Regions from separate parts of the Anas platyrhynchos genome. Here region 2 is linked to region 1. A link is a contact called in public Hi-C data. All regions are on one chromosome and are shown on one strand. Each heading gives the region's core, a stretch centred on a gene start, on an enhancer-like site or on the middle of the called end of the contact. The rest is flanking DNA. Distances are from core to core; before and after follow the strand shown.

Region 1 (5,084 bases), core at 2,369-4,868:
AATTTGCAATCTAATTTTTTTTATGTTAATAATAATAATTTAAAAAAAAAAAAAGTTATTTATACTTTCCCACAGCTGCCAAAGCCAAATTGAAAAAGTGTGCTGAAAGAGTTGCAACTTAGGTTGCCAATTTCTAGACGAGTCCTTGAGTAGGAAGCATGCTGTGTGATCTGAAGTAGCCAAGGGACACCAAATGCTTGGGCAACAGCCACTGCCACAAACACTTTTTTTTTTTTTTTCCCCCAGTATAAACCCATGATTTCCAGTTCATTTTTCTTTCAGACATACTTTTACGGGAAGATATTCATTGAAAACTAAGGCCCAGCTCTCATTAACACTGGAAAGACCCACAGTCAGCGGTAGGCTGATAGTGTCTCATGGCTCTGCGCTAAGCAGCTCCACATGAGCACAGTGCCTGGAAACGCCTCGCCAAGGTCAGATCTCTGCAAAGAGGGAGAGCTCCAGTTACACTAAAGGTATGGAGGCATTAGTAGGATCAGGTTTGAGAGTAAGTCCTAATGTTGAGATGAAGGCTCAAAACATAAAGGTTTTGAAACTGTTTGTTAAAGCAGGATGAATTTGGTATTTCCCACCATTTTAAAGAAATATTTGTTCAAGAAATAATAGTCTCTCAGTATTCTGAAAAAAAACAGAGCCCAATGGAACATATGGATTCCACAGAGTATCAGTGAGACATCAACCTCACCTGACCCTGCTTGACTTCTGAAAAATTGCATCACTCATTAAAAATTTTTAACAAGTACTTCATCAGAGGATTTCTTTCAAAGGTTCACGCTAGAGCTGTCAAATAGCAGTGAGAAAATCTAGGTTTTATTACTTGTGTGTGTGTGTTTGCATTTATCCTTAATTGCAACAAAACAGATGTCATTTTTTAAGAGTGGGAGAATAAACAGAAGGGTCCTAAATATTTTCCTACAATATCGGTGATTCAAACACAATAGTATTTGCCTAGTGCATGAAATGCTTACAGTGAAATGATTGATTATCCTTTTTCTATTCAAGAGGGACAATTATAAGAACTAGTGTAAGCCTCAAATTAATAATAAAGCTGTCAGCATCACTGATTGTATCTAGTTCACTATTAAATCATCAAGGGGAAACTGTTCACATGTTCTACACAGACTTAAAGAATATATATTGTCTATAAGATAATCATCTTATTTACCATTAAAGGCTGGAGAAGCAGCAGAAAAAGGAAGGCCTTCTGTAAATCAATTTAGACATTGATACATTTATTTTCTGATCAAATACATTTCTTATTTGGGAGAGCTATAGCACACAGAACAATAAAAGGGAAACCTCCAGTACTGCTGAAGAAGCTAAAGTTGTTTCAAAAGCTTGTTGTTGTTGTTGTTAATGTAGGTTATATTGATCCAATAAGTAGAAACAAACTGAAATTTCTCATTTAACTACTCTGGTAAAATCACAATCATTTTGAGAACTTGAGTACTTTTTTTGTGTATTGATTTAATGATGAAAACACCACTGATGTGATGTCAGATGGTTTCGACGGGGCAGATCACATCCCACTTGGGTCACTGCAGAGAATGACTGGGTGTCAGTACAGAGAGAGATCAGCTGTGACATACTTTACCTGAGGTGACACTACATAGAACAGGTGCAGTGAAGAAGAAATTAAAGACCAGAAGCAGCAGATCTGTTCCACAGGCTGTTGTACCCAGTAGGCACACAGTTGACTTGTCTGTAGGTGAAGTAGTTCCTGCATTTGTGTACAAGGGATGACAGTTAAAAATGCCTCATAAGAAAATTACTGTTATATAAAAAGCTCTTGAAAAACAAAATAGGATTCCAAGTGAGCTAGCTGAATTTTGTTATCAAGTCCTTGAACAATATATGAATTACAGGTAAGAATAAAACAAAGTCATAAGGCTGTATCACAAAAAAAAAAAAAAAGAAATAATAATAAAAATAAAGGTGGGACTGAAAGGCTTTAAAAATTCAGGGGCATTGATGCAAGAGCAGAAGGGTAGACAACAACAAAATACAAGTTGCCAAAACATCTGCGTAATCACATTCACTAGAAAGATCTCCTTGTTTTAACCTTTTTCTCAACATTTTCCTGATACATTGTTTGAAGTTACTATTTTCATTTGCAATGCAAATTGGAATTTTTTGAAAGTATTTTGCCTCAGTACTTCTAAATAAACTGCTGATTAATTATTAAATGTAGATGGTCTTCGTTCTGATGTATCCCAGTAGCATCTGAAATCAGCCAGCTGATGTTAACTTGCAAGCTTTGGGTTGTTCTGTTTGCATACACCTTCTAAGTGAAAGTATAGATATGGTTGTACATTCCCTAATTTTACCCTGGACAAGGGACCTCCTGAGGTCCTATCCAAACAACATTTCTCCAAGATAAAGACACATCTTTGCTATGAAAGTTCAGTGATAAACAAATGGCTTCCTTTTGAAAACAGATGCTGCTCCAAGGGCTTGGGGTTATTCTGCTATTATGGGAGGAGTTTAAACTGATCCTTCAGAAAGCAAATCTGAAAGCAGCAGGAAGAAAAAGCAAGTACTGGAGGAAAAAAAAAAAAAGCTTAGGTTATAAGCCAGGAAAAGTGAGAATTGTCAAATGCAACAGGATGTAGAATAGCGTTTAAAGAAAAGTTAGAACAAAAAATCAGGCCACGTAATGGGAAAACAACAAAAAAGGATGTATAAAGTAATTAACATGGAATCGACATGAAAGACATCACTGGGAATATATAGGAATAATTACCACCATAGCTTCTTAATGGATGGAGGACATTTCAGCCTCTGGAAATACTGGGTTCCTCTGCAGGCACTTGGCTGGACTCCCATCCTGACGCAGGCTTTCTTGCATATCCGTCCCAGCTTGATTCCAGCTCCCTCAATTGCCTCAATCCTGCAGGAAAACACTGCCCTGGTGCTGGGAAGCTGCAGCACATACCTTCTATTTAACCGACTGATCAATAGCTCTTCCTAACCAGTTTTATTTTAGGTAGATATTTTGTACTTCCTGGTTAGGCTGCTTATTCACTTCTTTACCAGTCAGTTCAGAACCGAGATAGTGTGGAATTTTTTATTTCTTGAATGATTCCAAGATTACTATTTCCTACACATTTTTAAGATTTTTTTTTTTTTTTCTGTAAACGTGTGTATCTCAAAATTCAGGTGGCCCATCTACACTGATAGCTCTAGGAGTGAGGACAGTTCAGAAACTGAACCATTTGTTAAACGTACATTTTTTTTTTTGTCATTTTATATGTTTTTATATATCCGTATCTGTATATACTGGACAATTGTGCCATTTTATCATTGCATGATGGCCGTGACCTCCTGTGCCATACTGCCTTGCTTATTGGCCACCCGTGGCGTTCTGTGGCAGGGGACATTGAATTGCGGCAAAAACTCGAAACGTGACAGGACAGGGGCCTGCAAGGCGCGTGAAGAAAGCTGAATTTCCGTGAACTGCCCACGCTCAGCACGACCATGCGCTACCCGAGCGAGGAGCCGAGGGCCGCTGCCAACCGGGGCCGCCGCCCTGAGGGGGCCGCGGCGCCGCCGGCCGTTAGCGGCGCTGCCCGGCGGGCGGAACCTTTGCGCGGGGCGGCGGCAGCCGGCCGGAGCGGGGAACCACGGGGCCGCGCCGCCGCCGCCTCCTCCTCCCCCTCCTCCTCCTCCTCCTCCTCCTCCTTCCCCCGTACGGCCGCTGCCGCGCCGGGAGCCGCGCGTCGCAGACACCGGCCCGGGGGGGCGGGCAGGTGGGTGAGCGAGCGGCACCGCGGCCGCCTCGGCGGCACCAAGGTCGCGGCTGCCGGCCCGGCCCGGCCCTCCCGCTGCCCTCGGCGCGTCCTCGGCGGGCCCGGGCCCGGTGCCGCGATCCGGCCGAGAAGCTTCTCGGTGAGGGCACGGGGGGCGCGGGGCAGGAGGGAGGCGTTGGACCCCGCTGAGGGTGGGGATGTGCCGGCAGCCGTGCGGGGAGGCAGCGAGCTGAGCCCGACCGCTGCCCGCGCCTTCCCCGTGCCGCAGCCGCCGCTGAGGAGAGGACGCGCCGGGAAAGTTGAGGCGAGGGTTTTGAGCGTAACCTTTCCCTTAAAATGGCTGTTCGGCGAGGCTTGCGTGGGAGACGTGGTGTTGGTGGGGCTGTTTGCTGGCTTGGTTGGTTGGTTTGGATGTTTTGAGGGGTGTTGGGGCCCAGTTTTGTTGCTCAGTGAATATATAGCCTTTTTGTTTTAATAAATCACGCTTAATAGAACGTGTTAAATCTGCTGGCTTCATGGCTTGCTTAGATGATAAACAGACAAATTTTATTTGGTTTCCAAGTAGATACGTGCAGAAAGGATCTTAACTTTTTAAATTTCTAGACAGGGGGTGAAGGGTGTTAGAAAAACAAAACCAAAACTGTTTTGGTGGTCACTGCTGGAATATAGCAGTGAGCTTTTGACTGACTTGGGTGAACGTATCAGGATGCTTCTCCTGATTCCAGCACGCTGAATTTTTGCAAAGAAAGTCCGTGGTATGGTACTGGTGTTGCCATTACTTGAACACAGAGTCAACGTAATGTGACTACTAGCCAAGAGTAGGGGAATTCAAGGATATTTGGGTAGTCCAGCTTTCCCCTGGCTGACAGCTCGGTTTGGAGGTCAGCCAAGGAATGGATAAAGCTGCCAAAAGGAATTGCCCTTGCAGCAGGAAAATCAGGCAGCAAATGAGTAGGACTGTGGGCATTCTTGTATGGAAACCCACGAGCTGAGTGGAAAGTAGGTTAAGGGAAGAGGACCCCAATTTTTAAGGCGTTTTTGTATGGTTTAAGAAGAATTTTATCTCTGCAGCACACTACTGTAATGTGAAGGTGTTATACGTTCTGGATGGTGCAGCAGCCAGCCTTTTCCCTTGATAACTCTGTGCCACATCCAGCCTTTTCAGTTTTCCAGGGTTATTATTAACACGGAAGACTACAAATACATTCTGCTAGGTGCAGGCTCCAGCTCTTAACCTCATTATATCTGAATAGAAGTTGTCAATCTTCATTGAATGTGACAATTCAGTGCCTTTCCTTAAAGCTTCCTCTTAGG
Region 2 (5,817 bases), core at 3,203-5,702, 80 kb after region 1:
AGCTGTTTACATTATGGCTCAGCCCGGTATAACTACAAAGATCACCTTCAATTTTGAACTAAGTTCAAACATAGATATAGATATATATATATACACATACATACGCATTTAAATACCTAGAAACTGGGTAGTCTTGGAGGAAACCACCAAATATTTTGCAACGTGTGCAAAAGGTTAGTATTTTGAAGCATCAGCCACATACTGTAAACACTGAGATGGCTCCAGAAAGCATGCCCCCCAGTTTGAAGAGCCTTCTAGAAATCCATTTGGAGAGTACAGATAGTAACAGGTATTTTAGATTCTCTTTTGGAGCAAGAAAGGCATACATTTAATATCTGAAGCTAGAAGAAAAAGTGTAAAACAGCTTTAGTGAACAGCTGATGATCTGGTAATAAAACTTAATAAAACCAGGAAACACAAATGACCTTGCTAATGCATTCTAATGCTGCTGCAAATGTTAGACTGTTGGTTACTTTACCCTTGAATGATTAAGTTAAGCTTTTCTTTGCGGAAGTGTGGTGAAAATGTACTTCATCTGACCTCTTAGTAGCTCTTCTATTATGTGTGCAGATCTCTGCCCAAAAAGGACTAGCTTTGTTAAATTATTTTTTTGGATGGATATGCTGTAACCCCCATATAACTAAACAAGAAATGAAAGTCTTTTCCTTTGTCCAACAGCTGTTTAGCCCTTAGCCTAAGACAGAGTGCTAAGGAAGTCCGGTTAGGGTAGCTGTTGCTATTACAGAAATTGTTCCTTAACTCCTGATAACTACCCAGCAGCTGCCTAGTTCTGGCCCAGGAGTAGTTACGTTAGGTGCTAGTGAACCGCTGCTCTTGCCGTTCCCGCAGCCAGCTGGTGGATGCAGTGCCATGCCCTGGGTTATGGTGCAGCTTGGGAAAACACCACGTGCAGAGCTGTCAAAGTGGTGTGTGAGCATGGCACAGCAGAACCCATTTAGAAGAGTGAGGAACTGCCAGAGCGAATTGGTGAGCCTGTGGTTGTCGTGTAGAAAATGAAGAAAGAAGTAGATGCCCAGCCTATCCCTGAGCTGGCGGTACCCCTCCCATCCCCAGCCAGCCACCCCACATTAATTGTCCAGCATGGTACGGGATGCCCCTTTGGCCAGCTGGGGTCAGCTGTCCTGCTTCTGTCCCCTCCCAGCTCCTGATGCACCCCCAGCCTCCTCACTGGCAGGGCAGTGTGAGAAGCTGGAAAGTCCTTGACTCCATAAGCACTGCTCTGCAACAATTAAAACAAGTAGGAGACATTTCTTCTCAGAAAGAGCAGTCAGGCATCGGAATGGGTTGCCCAGGGAAGTGGTGGCATCACTGTCCCTGGGGAAGTTCAAGAGAAGGTTGGACCTCGTGCGTAGGGACATGGTTTAGTGGGTGACATTGGTAGCAGGGTGGTGGTTGGAGCAGATGATCTTGAAGGGCTTTTCCAACCTTAATGATTCTATGTTACACTGATGAGAGGCTAGAGCCTGAGCTGGAAAACATCATGTGGAATGTGTGGAACAAGGTAGATGAGGCTGCAATTTGCTCGGTCCTGCATTTTGGCCACCATCGCAGGCAAGCCCCCTACTTGTTGCTCAGGCTCCATCGCAAGCATTAGCTTGGAGCCACAGAACACCACAGACCCAGCAATAAACAGCTCTTTCCGATTCTCAGGGGTTGTGTGAGTGCTTCATTTTTTTCAGGGGGGACGGGACACAATGGACTGAAGTTGCGCCAGGGGAGGTTTAGGTTGGATAGTAGGAAGAACTTCTTTTCTGAAAGGGTTGCTAGGCATTAGAATGGGCTGCCCAGGGAAGTGGTTGAGTCACCATCCCTGGATGTCTTGAAAAGACGTTTAGATGTAGAGCTTAGGGATACGGTCTAGTGGAAGATTTGTTACTGTTAGGTCAGAGGTTGGGCCAGGTGATCTTGGAGGTCTCTTCCAACCTGGGTGATTCTTTGATATGCAAAGTATACCACAACCAACGTTTCAAACCCACCCTTGCTCAATTGTGTAACTATTGTGGTTGCTACATTTGTCTAAGATTAGCAGCTTCATATTGCAGTAAATACCAAAACACTGACATCTCACCAACAGGCACAGGTCCTACTGGCAGAGCAGTACTCACACTTCACTACTGTGAAGCTTGGCTAACAGATTGAAAAGTTGCTGGGTCAATCAACAGGTATAGAAGAGATTCAGGGTACAGTTATTCCTAGGATCAGCACCATGCTAGGAGGGATAATCTTAACAAGTTTTGGTCTTTAACTATCCAGAACTTGCAGAACTGATGCTGAAGTGAGAACGTATCAAACACTTAAGGAATGCTCCAAAGCAACAGCAACAAAATGCTTCTCTCCTAATTACTAGTTTGACATTCTGCACCTATCCTAAAGGGCGTGGGTCTCCAGATGCTGCTCTTCACTGGTTGGAGACATGCTGGGGCCCACAGATGTGCCACAAGGAACTCAAAGCTTCTTCCAAGGCAAAGAGCTACTCACTGATTGCTCCTCTTTATACCATTGACAAAGCCTGCCCCAGAACCAGATCTCTGGCAAACTGAACAAGTAACTTCAAAAAAACACTGTCTGGTTAAGAGCAGCCTTGCACGGATTCTTACACAGCAGCACAACAGCAAGTGGGCATGAACATATGCATTGCTACCTGGCAGTTTTGCAGGTACAACACCTTCTACTTATAATAAGCAGTAGGGACACTTTCAATAAGGCTCCAGAAGAGGGGAAAAAACAACAGAAACTTCACAAAAAAAAAAAAAACAACAGAAACTTCACAAAAATGAAGTGCTTTACGGACTTGGACAACTGCTCAACTATGCCATTTGAGTACAACTCACCTGGTTTAAAGTTACAGTCAACTCCTATTATACTTTTTTTTTTTTTTTAATTAAGATGATTTTTAAGGAATAGAGCCCCTGACCTCACCCTAGAAACGTGACTACTACATTTCCTTACAGACAGGCAAAGAGGCATGGAGGAATGTCATCCTGGAATACCCTATTACAATGCTGGTAAGGCCTCAAGGAAAACATGTTTTCTACCAAAGAATTAACCTTTATTGGATATTTACATTTTATTGCTACTGAGGATGCAGAAGAATAGGGTCCCTGCATGAGTGTGCTGACAGTAGGTGATCACTAGTACAACTATCAGTAAACACAGTGTCAGGCCCCAGCTCCTAAGCACCAACAGGTGCTGCAGTATCTTTCCAGTGGCCCTCCGGATGGGGACAGTTGACAAGAGTAAGTCTACAGTGAAAATCCCTTTCACAGCCTTCACAGCCACCTTGCTGCACAGCACGACCTACACAGTGGAGAATACTGGTGGTTTAAAACAACTATTCTCTTGGAATATATGATATTAAAGATCCTCAAACGTCCAAAACTTTTTCACTGCAAATTGATGGTGGGACTTATTAGCCACAGATATTTATTAGCACTGCAGATACCTTCACATAAAAAGTATCCCTAAAAGGCTGGCAAGTAGGATAAAAGTCAGATAACCCTATGCATCTGAAATGACACTAGACATTCGAGTCCAAGACACTGAAGTTGTAACTCAGGTGGCTCAGCAAATGCCAACCCTCTGATGGTCTTATAGTCAAAATCTTGAAAATTGGAGAGATTTTTGTCATTTTCTTAAGGGTAGACTAGTCACCAGCAGATGTTTTCTCCAGAAGAAAGAAGAGTGAGCTTTAACAATGTGGCAAATTAGGCAAATAACTTGAAGGCTGGTGAGCAATCAGATTGCAAAGTCAAGAAAAGCTTCACGGAAGGGGTTACAGTAGAAACTCTTTTTAATTCAGCTGTAACTAGGAATGAAAACAGGACACAACTACTAAAAATAAGTATTTGAAGTATGCAATAAAATGCGGAGCTGCCAGCACCATTCTCCACTGACAAAACTAGAACAGACTGGCAAGTTCAGATGCTTTAACTTTTTGCTGGAACAGAAATGTTTCCCCTTCTGCTTCTGGATAGCCCAAATTAAACTTTTCAGAAAGATGGGAGAAGCTGGAGCAAAGACAAGGTTCTGGAAGTCAAATTATTCTTACAGTTGCAGAACAAAACAGAGCTAAAATCGGTGTTTGACACAGCTAAACGAGACATTTCATCACCACACAGGTTCTTTTTCTGAGTAATAAACTGCTGCAGATGTATTTAACCTGTTGCGCTGTACCGCTAAAAATAAAAAGCAACCAGCACAACCAAGTATTTTCTACTGTTGAAAATACAGGCATATTTTTCATTTGTGCAGTTTCTTGTTCTAAGCTGTACTCTCAAATTGCTGCAGGATCCTGTATAAGTCTCTTTCCTTAGGTGAAAAAGCATTAATTGCACCTCTACGCTTAGACCACGAGAGATACAAGCTGTTCTCCACTGGCCGTGGCAGATTTCCATATAATTTTAAGTGCACAGGCTATCCAATTCAGATCAAGTCTTCAGTGCTTTAAGACTGCCACCTAATGTCGTGGGATGAGGTTACATGCTCCTTCTGTGCAAGACAGTGCGGAAGTTTTCAGTTACCACTTTGGAAGGGACGCAGTAAACAGACTGCTCGCCAAGCTTTGGATTTTGCAAGATTTTTAGGGTTCCTATTCATTACCCACACATGAACTCTCTACCTTCTTCCCTCTGGGGCAGCAACACAACAAAGAGACTGACATGCTGTGATGGAGCTTGTGCAGCCAAAGTTGAAAGGCAGGAGGAAAATATCTCTGTCCTTTAGTACGCTGCCTGCTCTTCCCCCAGGTTCTGCTCTTGTAATTTAGGGACTGCTAATCTACTGCTCAATAAATCACAAGTGCAGATATGGATTTTGTCAACTACAACTTTTTTAAAAAATATTAGTATTATTAATCTAACAGAGATACCACATACACAGTTAAAACGCACACAGCTACTTTCTAAAAAGCCACTGCAATTTAAGGATTGAAAGTCTGTCAGTGTTCAAGGAGTAAATACACTAAAAGCAAACAAAACTGATTGTTCTCCTCACACGAGTCAAGCTATGTTAAGAAGTTATTTTTCACTTTTCATTAAGGCGGAAGGGTCTTGAGAGTTTTGCTTGTCTGCTTTTCTTTTAACCCGCACTTCATCTTCTTATTCCCAGTTCTTATTTTCTGTCTTCATAGAGGCAGAGACACAGCGTACAACAGAGGCAATCACAGCAGTGTGCCAGTCAATCTGTTCACAGTTGGATGCTAATGACCTGCAGCCTAATGCATTTTTTATTTAGCTCCCTGGTAGGCTGAAGAAAGGATGCAGGGAAGGTTTATTTAAAGGGCAATCTAAAATAACCACGGCTTTGACTCTACCACTATCAAAACAAGAGGGATCACTGACTCTGACAGCCTTGGATTTCCAAATGCCAGCACAATCATTTGACAGCACAATGTCTTAAGCCAGCTTGGCTGCAGAGGGATTGCCATCCCCAGCCACCTCCTGCTGCCCACCTTTCCCCCACAGCAACTAGTCCCCAAAACCAACCTTATTTCATGCTTTCAACTGCCACATTTTAACCCGTTCATGGCAAAATGAACAGGGTTGTCTCCTTTGTGCTGGCTGGTGCGCAGCACAGCACTGATTCAGAAAGGTAGAGGGCTACGTGCTGCCCTCCTCAGCCCTCACCTCTAGCCGTGGACAGCCCCTTCCTGGTGCTCATTAGAGCAGGATCAAGGAACCAACATGGGTGCTAGCACTGAAAACGCCTGCATGTAGATCTCAAAAGGCGCATTTTTAATTCCCGCTTTACTAAGCTGATGCTCTGTTAAAAAGGACACCTCAGTCGGATTTTCCACCT

Evidence for each region. Hi-C and Micro-C count contacts between places; a contact is called where the count stands out from the background.
Region 2: a Hi-C map of subcutaneous adipose tissue shows a contact between it and region 1, with 1.9 times the contacts expected there. The contact joins the enhancer-like site here to the promoter of ATAD1 in region 1. A contact is called at or near these places in 5 of 8 Hi-C or Micro-C datasets (F1 follicle, liver, skeletal muscle and 1 more).

What each region holds. Positions count from the first base shown.
Region 1 is chr6:4,192,712-4,197,795 of IASCAAS_PekinDuck_T2T, forward strand. ATAD1 (ATPase family AAA domain containing 1) reads left to right here and starts at 3,619. Exons shown (of 10, transcript XM_027460421.3): 1 at 3,619-3,770. It overlaps LOC140002862 (a long non-coding RNA gene), which reads right to left and starts at 3,684. Exons shown (of 3, transcript XR_011810413.1): 1 at 3,250-3,684; 2 at 2,765-2,911; 3 at 1-1,741.
Region 2 is chr6:4,272,134-4,277,950 of IASCAAS_PekinDuck_T2T, forward strand. The region is part of intron 4 of MINPP1 (multiple inositol-polyphosphate phosphatase 1); the gene reads right to left. Among named protein-coding and RNA genes, the nearest start is that of MINPP1, 8.7 kb to the right of the region's middle. Within about 2 kb of position 4,453, at least 1 of the 8 cell types and tissues checked has an H3K27ac peak or open chromatin away from gene starts, as enhancers often do. A contact at or near this core is called in subcutaneous adipose tissue, where this site is marked.